Linked DNA regions of Mus musculus: region 2 is linked to region 1. A link is a contact called in public Micro-C data. All regions are on one chromosome and are shown on one strand. The core of a region is the stretch at or near the end of the contact, and the rest is flanking DNA. Distances in the headings are between cores, read along the strand shown.

Evidence for each region. A called contact is a pair of places that touch in the nucleus more often than the background predicts.
Region 2: a contact with region 1 is called in a Micro-C map of brown adipocytes, with 2.6 times the contacts expected there. The contact joins two enhancer-like sites. A contact is called at or near these places in 6 of 39 promoter capture datasets (the 3T3-L1 cell line, 3T3-L1-derived adipocytes, hippocampal neurons and 1 more), 24 of 484 Hi-C or Micro-C datasets (3T3-L1-derived adipocytes, the C3H10T1/2 cell line, MC3T3-E1-derived osteoblasts and 18 more), 3 of 115 datasets of contacts at active chromatin or transcription factors (astrocytes, fibro-adipogenic progenitors and heart atrium) and 3 of 9 other capture datasets (embryonic stem cells, embryonic tail and embryonic trunk).

The regions. Positions count from the first base shown.
Region 1 is chr14:67,354,508-67,360,718 of GRCm38.p6, forward strand. The region is part of intron 6 of Ebf2 (early B cell factor 2); the gene reads left to right. It overlaps 4930438E09Rik (RIKEN cDNA 4930438E09 gene), which reads right to left. Exons shown (of 6, transcript NR_045961.1): 4 at 2,142-2,243. Among named protein-coding and RNA genes, the nearest start is that of 4930438E09Rik, 40 kb to the right of the region's middle. Within about 2 kb of position 3,259, at least 25 of the 459 cell types and tissues checked have an H3K27ac peak or open chromatin away from gene starts, as enhancers often do. A contact at or near this core is called in brown adipocytes, where this site is marked.
Region 2 is chr14:67,668,910-67,674,779 of GRCm38.p6, forward strand. It overlaps a transcript of Cdca2 not described here. Among named protein-coding and RNA genes, the nearest start is that of Cdca2, 44 kb to the right of the region's middle. Within about 2 kb of position 4,087, at least 20 of the 459 cell types and tissues checked have an H3K27ac peak or open chromatin away from gene starts, as enhancers often do. A contact at or near this core is called in brown adipocytes, where this site is marked.

The DNA of each region.
Region 1 (6,211 bases), core at 2,009-4,508:
TAGCATGAAAGTGGATAGAGCCTACAAAGTAATTAACAAAGGGAAACTTTCAGGGAATTGGGCTGATACCTGCTCATATCAACTGTATTTCAGGACCATTTATAAGCAGAGCCTGGGTTTCTAAACTCTAGAGCAGAGCGAGTCAGATTTGAACCTTAAAATATACTGTCACATAGCTAGCTGTTCAGGCTTTTAAAACAGTTTTCTTTATCTGGAGTTGGCTGCCTGTTGCTTATGCCGTGAAGAGCTGCTATGTGTTTTGTGGTAACACACAGGTGCATAAGCATACAGGCACATACACATGTGCATATACACACATACACACATGATGTTCACAAATGCACACACATGTTCACATATAGGCACACATGTGTTCACACACATATACACAGGTGTGTGCATATGTCTGTGTACCTTGGTATATATATATATATATATATATATATATATATATATATATATACATATGCGTGAAAACACATGTGTATATACATACACATCCATATACACATAGGTATAAATACACATGCACAGGAACACTCATGCTTGCACACTCAAGTATGGACTCATGTCAAAAGGCTGCTAAAGAAATGTGTTCACAGCTGAGGCTTGATGAAACGGTGGGTGAGGGTGACTTGGGAATGGAATGTAGAAGACTGGCAAATGGGGAGGTTCTTTAGGCCCCCAAGATTCCTGGTTCTCTGCCAGCTCCTTGCTGCATGTACTTTTGACATGCTGAAAGACACCCCAGGTTGTTGATAGACCCAGGGTGTGGACAACCCCTTGTCTTCATTCAACATCTTATTCTGATGGCCTCTCCTAGGTCATTTTCTTCACCCATACTTTTGTTCAGGGGTGGGGGGAATCTTTCTTGAGTTATGAGATCCTAAGAGAAATTCTCCAACCTCAGGTCTCTTTAGGTATAAAATTTGTCCCGAGTGTAACTTTTCAAAATGACGAGAGTTTAGAATGGGGGAGAGTGATGTCAGAGTTTCCCATAGAAGGAACTGTTCTCTGGGGCCTTGGTGAAAATGGCGCCAATGCTCTGAGATATAGGGCCCCATCCAATCCTATAATCAGAACCCTGGGACAACGACTGGGCTTACAGGGCTGTGGCGGGGCTGGAGGAACAGAGCAGTCTGAAAGTGAGGCCGACCCCCCAAGGCCCAAACAGGTGTTTCCAAAACATTCTAAAAGAGCCCTGGGAAACTCTGAGCTCCACACTGTAGAACAGCTTCCTTTGTTTCACTTGTGTCTGGTGTGTTTGGGAGTCCCAGCGGGCACCATTGTACTTAATGCTGGTTGCTTAAGCGTCACCTTGCGGCTCTGATATTCGGTGTGTGTGTTGGAGGCACGGAACAGCTAGACCTATAACATCCCGTGCCAAGTCGTAGGCTGCAAGAGTCAGAATTCAGGCTCAGACGTCTGGTTATGGAACCAGAGGATTTGGGGAATTAGCTATGCTCAGGAAAACTGTTTGGCCCTGTTTTCTTTGCGAACAAAGCAATCTGCATTGCTTCATTTAATCTAGCATATATCTGGCGATTATTGACGCTAAATTGATTTAGTGTTTTTGAGCGATGTTTCAGACTCCAAACACGGAACTCCCATTTATTTTACAGCTGAATATGGAACACGGATCCCTGCCTGATGTAATCAGCTTTGTATTTAACCCCTTAAGAGTAAGCATTGATCCCTCCTCAACTTGCAACTTAATTACTCTCCACTGTGCTCCCCTCCTGTGTAATTTATTCTTTGGAAATAAACAGAGCCCTTTAGGTGGAGGGTCACCTGTCTAAGCTCCAGGGAGAGGATCGTTTTGACTGAGTAGAAAGACAATTCTCCAAGTGTGGCGTGGTTATTTACTGCAAAGCTGAAGCCATGCTAGGAACATTAACAGCATCTGCTATTTCACCAGAAAGTTCTTAAAGGTGTTTTAAGTCTTCCCCAAAGCTCCTAAGTAATTCTCCTAGCATCCCTCAGAGGTATTATCCAATTTTACGGGGAAGACATGTGAGGGAACACGCACAAGGGGTGAGAGTGGGCTGGCGAGAGACAGAGAAGAGATTGTTGTGAATATAGGTAGTAATTGGACACTATCCCTTTACTCTTAATTTTTATCCTGTAGATCACACCATCACCTCATTATGCTGTCTGTATGAACTCACGGCGGCAGAGGAGGTTAACACCATGCACCATGCAGGTGACACGGGTACTGTTTTCCATTTTCAATGACTCATCTCCTTAGGAAAAAAAAAACATAAACATTGAATTCCGATGAAGACAGTAGCGTTAAGAGCAAAATCAATCTATTAGCGACATCGGCATTAAAATATTATAGCTATATAGGGCTGAGAGATGGCTCAGTCATCCAACTGCTTGTCACACAGACATGTAGACCTGAGTTTAGAGTCCAGTACTTATTTAGAACAGGGCAACCTAGTCCTGTAATCCCAGTGCCGTGGAGGATTATGGGTGCTCATTGGCCAGCCAGTTTAGTCAGCTCCAGGTTCAATGAGGACTTGTCTCAAAACATAAGGCTAAAGGGCGCGCACACACACACATGCACACAAAATTTTAAACAAATTTCAAGATCTGGAGACATGGGATAGCCATCAAGCTGTTTGTTTAGTGCTGTTTGTTAGTCTTTGTATGTCATGAGTGATGTATGCAGTGGGTATGTAACTGCATGAGCCTGTGAGCCTGTGCACGTGGGTCCTCCCAGCAGAGGATGTTGGATCTCTTCCCCTCTTGCTCTCTTGAGACAGGGCCTCTTGCTGAAGCTAGAGCTCATGGTTTCTGTTAGGATGGCTGCCAGCAAGCTCCCAGGATCTGCCGGTCTCAACGCCCAAGTGCTGGGATTGCTGGTCCCTGCTTTTCACAGGGGTGTTGCGGATTTGAATGCATTGCCTCCTAAGCAGGAGCTCGGCCAGTGTTTGTACCCACGGAACTGTCCTTGCCACTCTCGGGGGCGCTTTTCTTATGTTCCCTCTGGCATGATGTGGGCTAATTTTAAAAGAACAAAAGCCGGAGGGTTCCAATCTGTCTGATTTCAAGGCTGCGTCCTCCAGAAGGCATGGTGGATTTAGAGCAGCCAATGCATTCTGACTCATGCATGGGACAAGATGATTTCCTTGTCATGGTGTTGGGCCAGAGCCATTTTTAGGAGTGGTAGTTCTGACAGGGAGTGTAGGGAAGGTCCCCGATGTCAGGTCCCTGGTGTCCCGAGTCAGCAGAGGACGCTGGTTGAGAGTGGCTTTTCTCCCAGCATGCCTGGGCTGGGTCTTGTGTGTCTTCCCGAGGGAGTGGTGGCTTCTGTTTCCCAGGCTTCCAGGCCTCACTTGCTGCTCCTTGAGAAAGCCTCTGAGTGAAGGGCTGGGACATTTCACTTCCAGGTCAGTTGCTGACTCCCTAAGGGAAGGGTTTTGTTTGCTTGTTTTTGTTTTTAATTTACCACATAGGGAGAGGCTACCAACTACACTCCAAACTCCAGGGCCCCCGAAGGCCCCTGTGGATCAAAGGAGCTCTCCACTTTATCAGACCATCGCCTATGAGACAAGTTCAGGCCAACCCACTCATATTTTTTGTGTGCTTGTGATACTGGGCATTGGTTTGAAGACATCAAGCAAGCCAGACAAGTGTTCTACCACTGAGCTACATTCTAAGCCCGCTTTCTGTATCAATTACAGAGAGGAGGAAAAGAGGAGGTTGATGGAGACCCATGGCCCGAAGCTGAAGTTTGGCTTTGGGGAGGAAAGGGGAGAGGGAGTCAGGGAGAGACAGTGGGAGGGACAACTAAGAACTCTGTGTGTGTGTGTGTGTGTGTGTGTGTGTGTGTGTCAACACAAGTGCGGAACTGTCACAGTGAACCCCAGTACTCTGTGTGCTTACTAAAGACCATTTTCAAAACAAAGAGTCAGCCGGGACAAACATTCTCATGGCGTGGCAAAGAAGTTCCTGGCTTTGGTACTAAGGTCTGGAAGCCTTCCCAAAGCTGGTAATTCCTGCCGAGTGAATAGAGGTTCCAAGAGCCAGCAAAGTTTGTACAACAAATTGGAAAATAAACGTATGATTCTTCTAATCTCATGCAGGCTGAGGGGCTCGGGTCCCATTAGACTAAATATGACCATGGAGTCCTAAACTCACAACACTCTAGAATATTATTAGCCATATCCAAATGCTTTTGTATCAAACTCTTGACCTGATTTTTGTCCCAGTTTCACTTTTATATCATCTTGGTTTAGTTCTTCTTTAAAAAAAAAAGTTAAATTTTTTTTTTAATGAAAGCCAGTTACCTCTAAGTAATAGAAGAATCTGTTTTGCTAAGGGAGCCGCAGAATATTGAAATACCCGGTCCTATATTTTTATGTGGTTGGCAAATGCAGTCTAAAGGTGGCTAATGTGATACCCAACCTGGTGTTAATGGCCAATGATAATTCCGTATGTACCACCTGCTACCTGTCAGGACACACATTCTCTCTTTTCCCTTTTTTGGCTTGAAGGTGAGACTGACTGTGGATGTGTCTCTATGGCTGGAGGTGAGGCCTGCTGTCAGATTCGCCAGATGAGCTGAGACTGCTGTCGTCACCACTTAAAAACCCCACTTAAAAAAACCGCACATCCTGAGTGTGCGAACTGGGGAAAGTCGGGGTGGGGGAAGCGCAGCTTGGAAGGATAAAGAAATGAGGAGCCCTGCTCAGGAAAGGAAACCCTCCTGGTAAAAATTAAAATTAGAGAAGTTCCTGAGGAAGTTCTTTTAGGGGAGAAACACATTAGCTGAAGTGATGGCTTTAGCTAACCATTTTATGGCTGTGCATTTCGATGCCTCACAGTTTCAGTTTCTCCTTCCCTCTAACAATTGCCCAGGGATGACGCACACGGAGCTAACTCCATAGTCAAGACGGCTTCTTCTCAGAGGAATATACTCTCTCCTATGAGTATATAATTTAAGATTTACTGGGCATAGATGAAGGGAAAAAAATCTCTAAACAAAGCCTCTTGCCCATTCATAGGTAGGACTTGAACCCTGTAAGTCTTTTCAACTCTCAGGTCTGCTCCATAGAACCCAGGACTCTTCAGGCCAGTACTTCATGGAGGAAGCCCGGGGGCTTACATTTCACCCTTTGAGTTTAACCAGTAAGCATTTCTCTGTTTCAACAAAAGAAAAAAGAAAATCCAAAAAACCAGATACACTCCTAGTCTGAACTGTAAAGAAACTAGATTCCAGTTTTTCAAAATGACATATGAGACAGTTCACAGAAAGTCCTGCACACCCAGATGAGTTTTCATGAATCTCGTTTTTTAATTTTTTTAAGGGATACTTTTTGTCTTTTATTAGCATTGTTTGTTTGTTTGTTTGTTTTTTATTAGCATTGTTAAACCAGTGTTCCTTCCAGGCAGCCACAATTAGCGGCACACTCCCTGCCCTTCCCCGACACCTTTGTTTAAGTTTTAGGAACATTTTTTGGTGAATCATTTAATCTCTTTCAACAGGACTGACCAGAAGGCCTACTCAGCAGTAGGGACCCTGAGCTCACGAAAATTGTTACAGCCTTTCCCAAGTGTTCCCAAAAGATGTATTTTTGCACTCGAGTTAGTTGTTCAAGAGCCCTGTGAGGTAGCTGATGGAACCTCTTTCTCCAGATGAGGAGAGGAGGCCCCTGGTGTAAATGGTCTTCATGGATACGGGCGGGCAGGGTTGACCTAAGAGTGTGGGCCTGGCTTCCTGTCTGGGCCAAGAGGAGAACCCGAGATTCATTTCCTCGACTCAACTCTCAAACTAATTCATCTCTTACTTTTACATCTCTTTCATCCCCAGCTCTGAACAAGCCAGGGGTAGTGCTGGCTTCTACCAGTGGTTCTCAACCTTCCTCCTACTGTAACCCTTCAATAACAGCTCCTCAAGTTGTGGTGACCCTGCCCCCCTCCCTAAAATCATTTTCGTTGCCATTTCATAACTGTAAGTTTGCTACTGTTACGAATTGTAACACAAATATCTGTGTTTTCAGATGATCTTAAGCGACCCCCCTCTCTCTCCTCCCACCCCCCCCCCCATGAAAGGGAGGTTCTTTTGACTTCCTAAAGTAGTTGAGACCCACAGGTTGAAAACAGCATCCAGTCTAAACCTACCCAGGCCAGAGCCAGTTGATCAGAAGTTCAAGAGAGCCGGGTGTACCTCAGCAACTAATCTCAGGCTAGGCAATCCTTAGGT
Region 2 (5,870 bases), core at 2,837-5,336, 320 kb after region 1:
GCATGTGACAGGGACACCACCCTCCTGTCCGAGTGCCCGTAGATGCCTAGGATAGTTTTTTTTTTCTTGGAGGAATAGAGGAGAACATTATCCACCAGGACACTTACCGAAGGGCCGCTGCATTGGGGCCACACGGGAGCTTGAAACGCTGAGACAGCTACTCACTCCTACTTGGCTCTAATATAAGCAGGGCTCCTTCTGGATCCTGTTGAGAGCCCACCCTCCAAAACATTCCATTAGAGTGTCAAATCATTCACCATCTAGTTAATGACAACAGATATACTTTTGGATCGTTTTTGAGACACTCAGGGCACTCAGCTGTAGCTATAGACTCAAAGGCCAATAATTAAATGTCCACAGTGTTCTAAGATCCCAACTTCCTTATGATCCTCCTACATGCTAGGTGCAGGCAGTAGCTGAAGGTAGTGAAGCCAGCCAGCTCCAATGGTTCCCAAGCTTTCTGGCCTGTTACTGCCTCAGTTGTCCCATCTCATTGTATACTTTGGGTAACACAGGACAGTTTCTTAGATGATGTCCTGTTATGTTTTAGTATAGTGTGGGCTGCAAAACAACATGAAAAGATTTTAAAGGGTTATTTATGAGGGGAAAGATGACAGTGGGATTGATTTAAATGGTTCTAATTTGACTAGAGGTCAATTGTTTTAAAATCCCCAAATAGTTTACTTAGATTAAAAAGGAACCCTACAGCTCTCAGAAGATTAAATAACAAGAGTTTGGATAAACAAACCAATTAGCCCCATGTCACTCAAGGATACTAAGAACTTTTTAAAGGGACGTTTTAAAGTTGGAATATAAATGTTTCACTCTGGGCATTTTGGGGGGTTCTTTCACCACCCTTTTGAATCTTGCAATCACATTTGTCTGAGCACAGAAAACCTAAACACCAAAGTTACAGATTTTGTCTCTCTGAAAGATACCAGTTGGGCTCCTCTGCAGGAATGCAGCTGGACTGGCAGTTCTCAGGGAGCTGCTGCTTTGCATGGAAGTGCATTGCTAGGCTGCAAGATGCAGGCAGAGACTCATCTGTAGTTAGCAGCTGATGATCAGAGGTTGCCTTCTTCCCCATTCACACAAACGTTGATAGTACTATGCAAAATACTTGGAATCCGAGTTTTCAGTTCCAAGGGAGCATCTGAAAGGTGGCTTGAAGTCCTTGCCCGACAGACTGCCTGGCATACAAATTTGTTTCCACTACGTCTTGGTTAAGACACAAACTGAGAACCTGTGGATGCTAAGTAACCATAAATCCCAAGTTATTACTGTGATTAATAATAAACGTACTTTGTCAGGGTCATGAAGCATAATGGCATATTACAAAATGAATTATCGACTATGTACAATACCTTTTCCCTGCGGAGGCAAAGGGGTACTTAATGGCAAGTGGGGGTGACTGGAGTCAGTACACAGGGCTGGAGGTTGCCTCATAAAGGAGCCATTGATGCTTCTTAGAGGGGATTCTTCGGTGGGGGGGAGGCGGGCATAGAAAGCTACGTCAAGGGACCTCTAGTGCATATTTGCTAGGTTTGATGGCCTTAGAATTCTCAGATTCTTAGTGGTCTCTAAATGTTTAAATACTTAAATTCAAGCATTTATCACTCTTTTGGGACCTCTCTGGAATTATTTACATTGGGAGTTAGTATTATCAGGCAGTTCATTCTTAAAAATATTAGCAAAAGTTGTCTAGTTAAAAGTACCACTACAAATGCAATTTTTTAAGACAAATCTCTAACATTTTAAGAAAAAAAAAAAGAGTTACCTGTAAGCTGTAAATATGTGCATTAAGTTTCCTCCATGGTATTTGCTTTGGCTGTGACCTCTCCTAATATTTAGTTGAACAAGGGCTAAAAATTGTCAAACCAAATTCTTGTCCTGGGAGCTGAACTCTGTTGCCAGTTTGAGAGAAACACTCGTCCAGGTTTAGGGAATCTGTTGTGTTTGTTTTGGCTATGACACAGGGCAGAACGGTTTCCATCCCATTCGAATGCATTCAAGAGAGTTTGAAATATTGCACAATAAAAGCCATTCATTATATCTGTCTCCTTTCCCTTCCAAAAACAAAAATGGCTGCCCAGTTCCAAATCGACACAGGGGGCAGGAAGAAGGAGGCAGAGGGTCACTGGAAACCACCCAAGACTAACACCAGGTTTTTCAGGTTTGAGTTGGGGAATATTCTTAAAATCTTCATTCTCAGTTTTTAAGTTTAAAACAAGAAAAGACAATACTGGCACGAACAACGAAAAATAGGCATGCTGTATCTGTTCAAATGTCAGGTAGAAAATCATACAACTTACCTTCTGAAAAGAAAACCACTCTCTCAGTTCCTGCTAGGAAATTTCAACTGCCTGATGTCAATTTCATACTGAAAAAATTATTTCAATACTTGAAGCAGACATTTGAAAGAACAGTTTTGTAAACACCCAAGGCGCCTTCAGTGAAGGAAATGACATTTAATTCTGTTTACCACCACACACTCAAGGTATCAGAAAACTGGAGATGCAGTGTGGTTGGAGATGATAGTGCCTCTCTCAAAGCAGAAATATCATAAAGCAGGAAAATTTAAAGGTGACTAAGGCCAAAAAAAAATGAGAAAATAACAAACAAGTCTAAGAGCTTCCTTGAGATCCCAGAGAGCAAAATCTCAGCTTTTGGAAATCAGATTTTTTCCTTTATCTAAACCTAAAATACCAGCTGCCTGTGGCTCTGCAGAGCATCCTTTCTTCACAATGCAAACAACTCACTCAATTTAAACATTCTGGACAAATGAGAAAGTAAAGAGACCTAAAAGAAGGTATTTTCAACTGGGCAGTGGGAATCTTAATGACAAAGTTCCAACCAGCCCTTATATAACACAAACTGTTTTTTCCTTAGGACTCTTATGTTCATTTTTTTCTTTTCATATATAGCATAATGCTTAAACATACCAAAACAGACACTTTCAGAAAAGACTTAAATCCCAATCCCTTACTTCTGTAATAAATTCTTAGGATGATAATCTTTAGGGTCTGACCTCAGTTGAAGACATAAGAAAAAAATGTCTATTTAGTGACAATAATTACTCATCTCCTCGCTTGAACAATTAGGTTATTGCTGAATCACTAAAAAAGAAAAGGATTAAAGAATGCCCAAAAGTGACATACTGGACATATTTGAAATTGTTAGGTCATGGCACTCTATGCTCAGTTTTATGTAAGGTCTTGCAATTTTCCAGTGAATTTAAGAGAGAATTCTGCTCTGTGTGTGTGTGTGTGTTTGTTTGAGTTTAATAACAACTTCACTTGATCTAAGACTTAAGTAGGATTTGCTGAGACCAAGATGTGACAGCAGATTTTAAAAGGTGTAAGAAGAGAAGTGTCTTTATATTTTTATTGTTTAATTCTGTACTAGTCTTCCACATTTATGCCTCACTAAGATGTACTCACTGGTTAAAACCTAACAGGGGTGGGGGGAATGCACAAGAAAAGCCTACAGGAGAAGAAATGAGAGGGTGTTTGTAAAGCATGTGCCTCTTAGGGACGGTCCCTCCGATCCTCCGAAGAAGCAGAGCAGCCTGACCTACAGAAGCTGGTCCCACCTGGAGGGCAGAAGGGAGCTGGGGAGGCCTTTATAAGCCTGCCCTACACCATTACTTTGTCTCTTGGAGAAAACAGAGCAGAGTCTTCAGAAACAATGCCCACACACAGTAGTTGCTGAATAAATGCTGGAACGCTGGAATGACTCGGTGCAGGGAAATTGGCCAGTTTAGTAAGAAACAGTTTTCAAATCTTAAGGTTACTTTTTAAGCATGGAATGACAGGTTTCATAGTAAACTAAACTCTAATACTTTATGAAAATAAATGAAACAAATTTATCTTTTGTTAAAAAAAAAGGCAAACCTATTTTTGAACTTTAATTTAAGACAATGTCTAAATAAAGCTAATTATCGTAAACGATGATCAGGGCCCTAAGGTCCTGATGCAAATGAACTCCAGTAAACTTTCACTGGGCTCAAACTTCCAGGGAAGCTGGCCTCCCACCCTTTCTCTGGATGCTTGTACTCCTGACTCATGGTCTCCAAAAGGGAGTGTACTCTGGGTATGATGAAGCACCCCCCCCCCCCAGACTGGTTAACCCTTTGCTTCAGCTAGCTTTTAGTCTATCCCCATAAGTAAACAGTGATAAAACTCACAGCCCAAGGAGAAGAGCCTTCAGGATGCTGTGACACTGGTAAACATCCTGACCAACAGAATAAGGCCCAGACACAGGAGCATGATTTCAGCAAAGGTATTGACACAATTTAATGAACAGATGAGCTTTTAAACAAATGGTGCCTGCTGATTTCCACTTAAACAAAAGGCCACTCCAGCATCTATGGCACACAGAAATGAACTCCAAGTAGATAGAAAACCGAATCAAGAAATATAACCATGAAACTTCTAGAAAAATCTTTGTGCTCTTGATCTGGGGAAATGTCTTTTTTTTATCTTTTTGTCTTTTGAGACAGACAGGAAAAGATTAGAACTCACTAAATATCCTAGGCTACCTTTGAACTCACAATAATTGCTGCCTCTCCAGTGCTGAGATTACTGACATGAAACACCATGCCTGGCTATCCTTAGGACACAAAAGACATGAATCATTAAAGAAAAGAAGAAAAGAAAAATAAATAAATTCAAACTTCAACAAAATGAAAACCTTTTCTTAAAGTGATAATACCAAGAAAACAGACAAAAAAATAAGCCATGGAATGGGGAAAATATTAGTAAGAAAAAACTTAGTAAAGGAGTTGTATGCAAAAATGCAAAAAGTATGCAACAAACTTTCAACTCAGTACTAATAACAAACATCCTGGGTAAGACACCCCAACAGACAAGGGCACAAGGACAGCAAACAGAGGGAAATGTTCGTTACCAGCCACTGAGAGACACAAATCAAGATTCTAGCTCTAAGTAAGTCTCCATGATGAACGGGAATGTGTATTTGTAAAAAGAAACATTTGAACAGTATATAACTTTATCCTTAACAAAGCCCCAAATCTTATAACCTAAATATGCAGAGTGAAGTGACATCCAGCAATAAGCAGGAACCATTTACAACATGGAACACAGATAAATCTCAAAAGCATTATGCTGTTTAAAACATAGGCACAAACGATTGACCAATCAATCAATCATCTGAGATTCCTTTTCTGTGACATTCTAAAAAAAGCAAAAAGTACAACTGAATTCAAATCATTAGCTGTAAGAGCTAGGGGTGAGGGTTGGGTTGTCAGACATGATATTACTCTGACGTCAAGGTGGTGTGTAACCATATACATTTTCCAAAGTTCAAACAGTATGTTCTTTTCAAAAGGTCAGCATTTGTAAGCTGGTTTACTTGAGATGCTAGCTCTATGTCAGAGGAACTTTCCAGAATCTACAGAAGAGAATCTAGCTATCACTTCAGCTCTGTCATCAACTCCTAGAACCAAAAAGAAGGAAACAACTCACATCCTCATTTGTCCAAAGGCAATAATTCCACATAAGGCTGAGAGACTGAGGGCAACAGGGCTGTCCTCAGTAACACTGACAGTCATGAGACTCTGTGGAGTAGAGGCTGCAAATTAACATCTATCTATCTATCTATCTATCTATCTATCTAATGTATCCATACATACGTAATACATGTGTGTGTGTGTATGCATGCATGTATAGACAACACTGGCAAACCACACTTGATGGGCACAAGATGTCTGGAAGAGGCATGACAGCTGAGTTTCTGTACACAGAAAGTTGTTTATACTTCATTTAAATTATTTGTCCTCTGATTTCCCCACACATACTCATCAATTTCTGATAAAAACTGAGGGAAAATATAAGAGAAGTTCAAGCCAC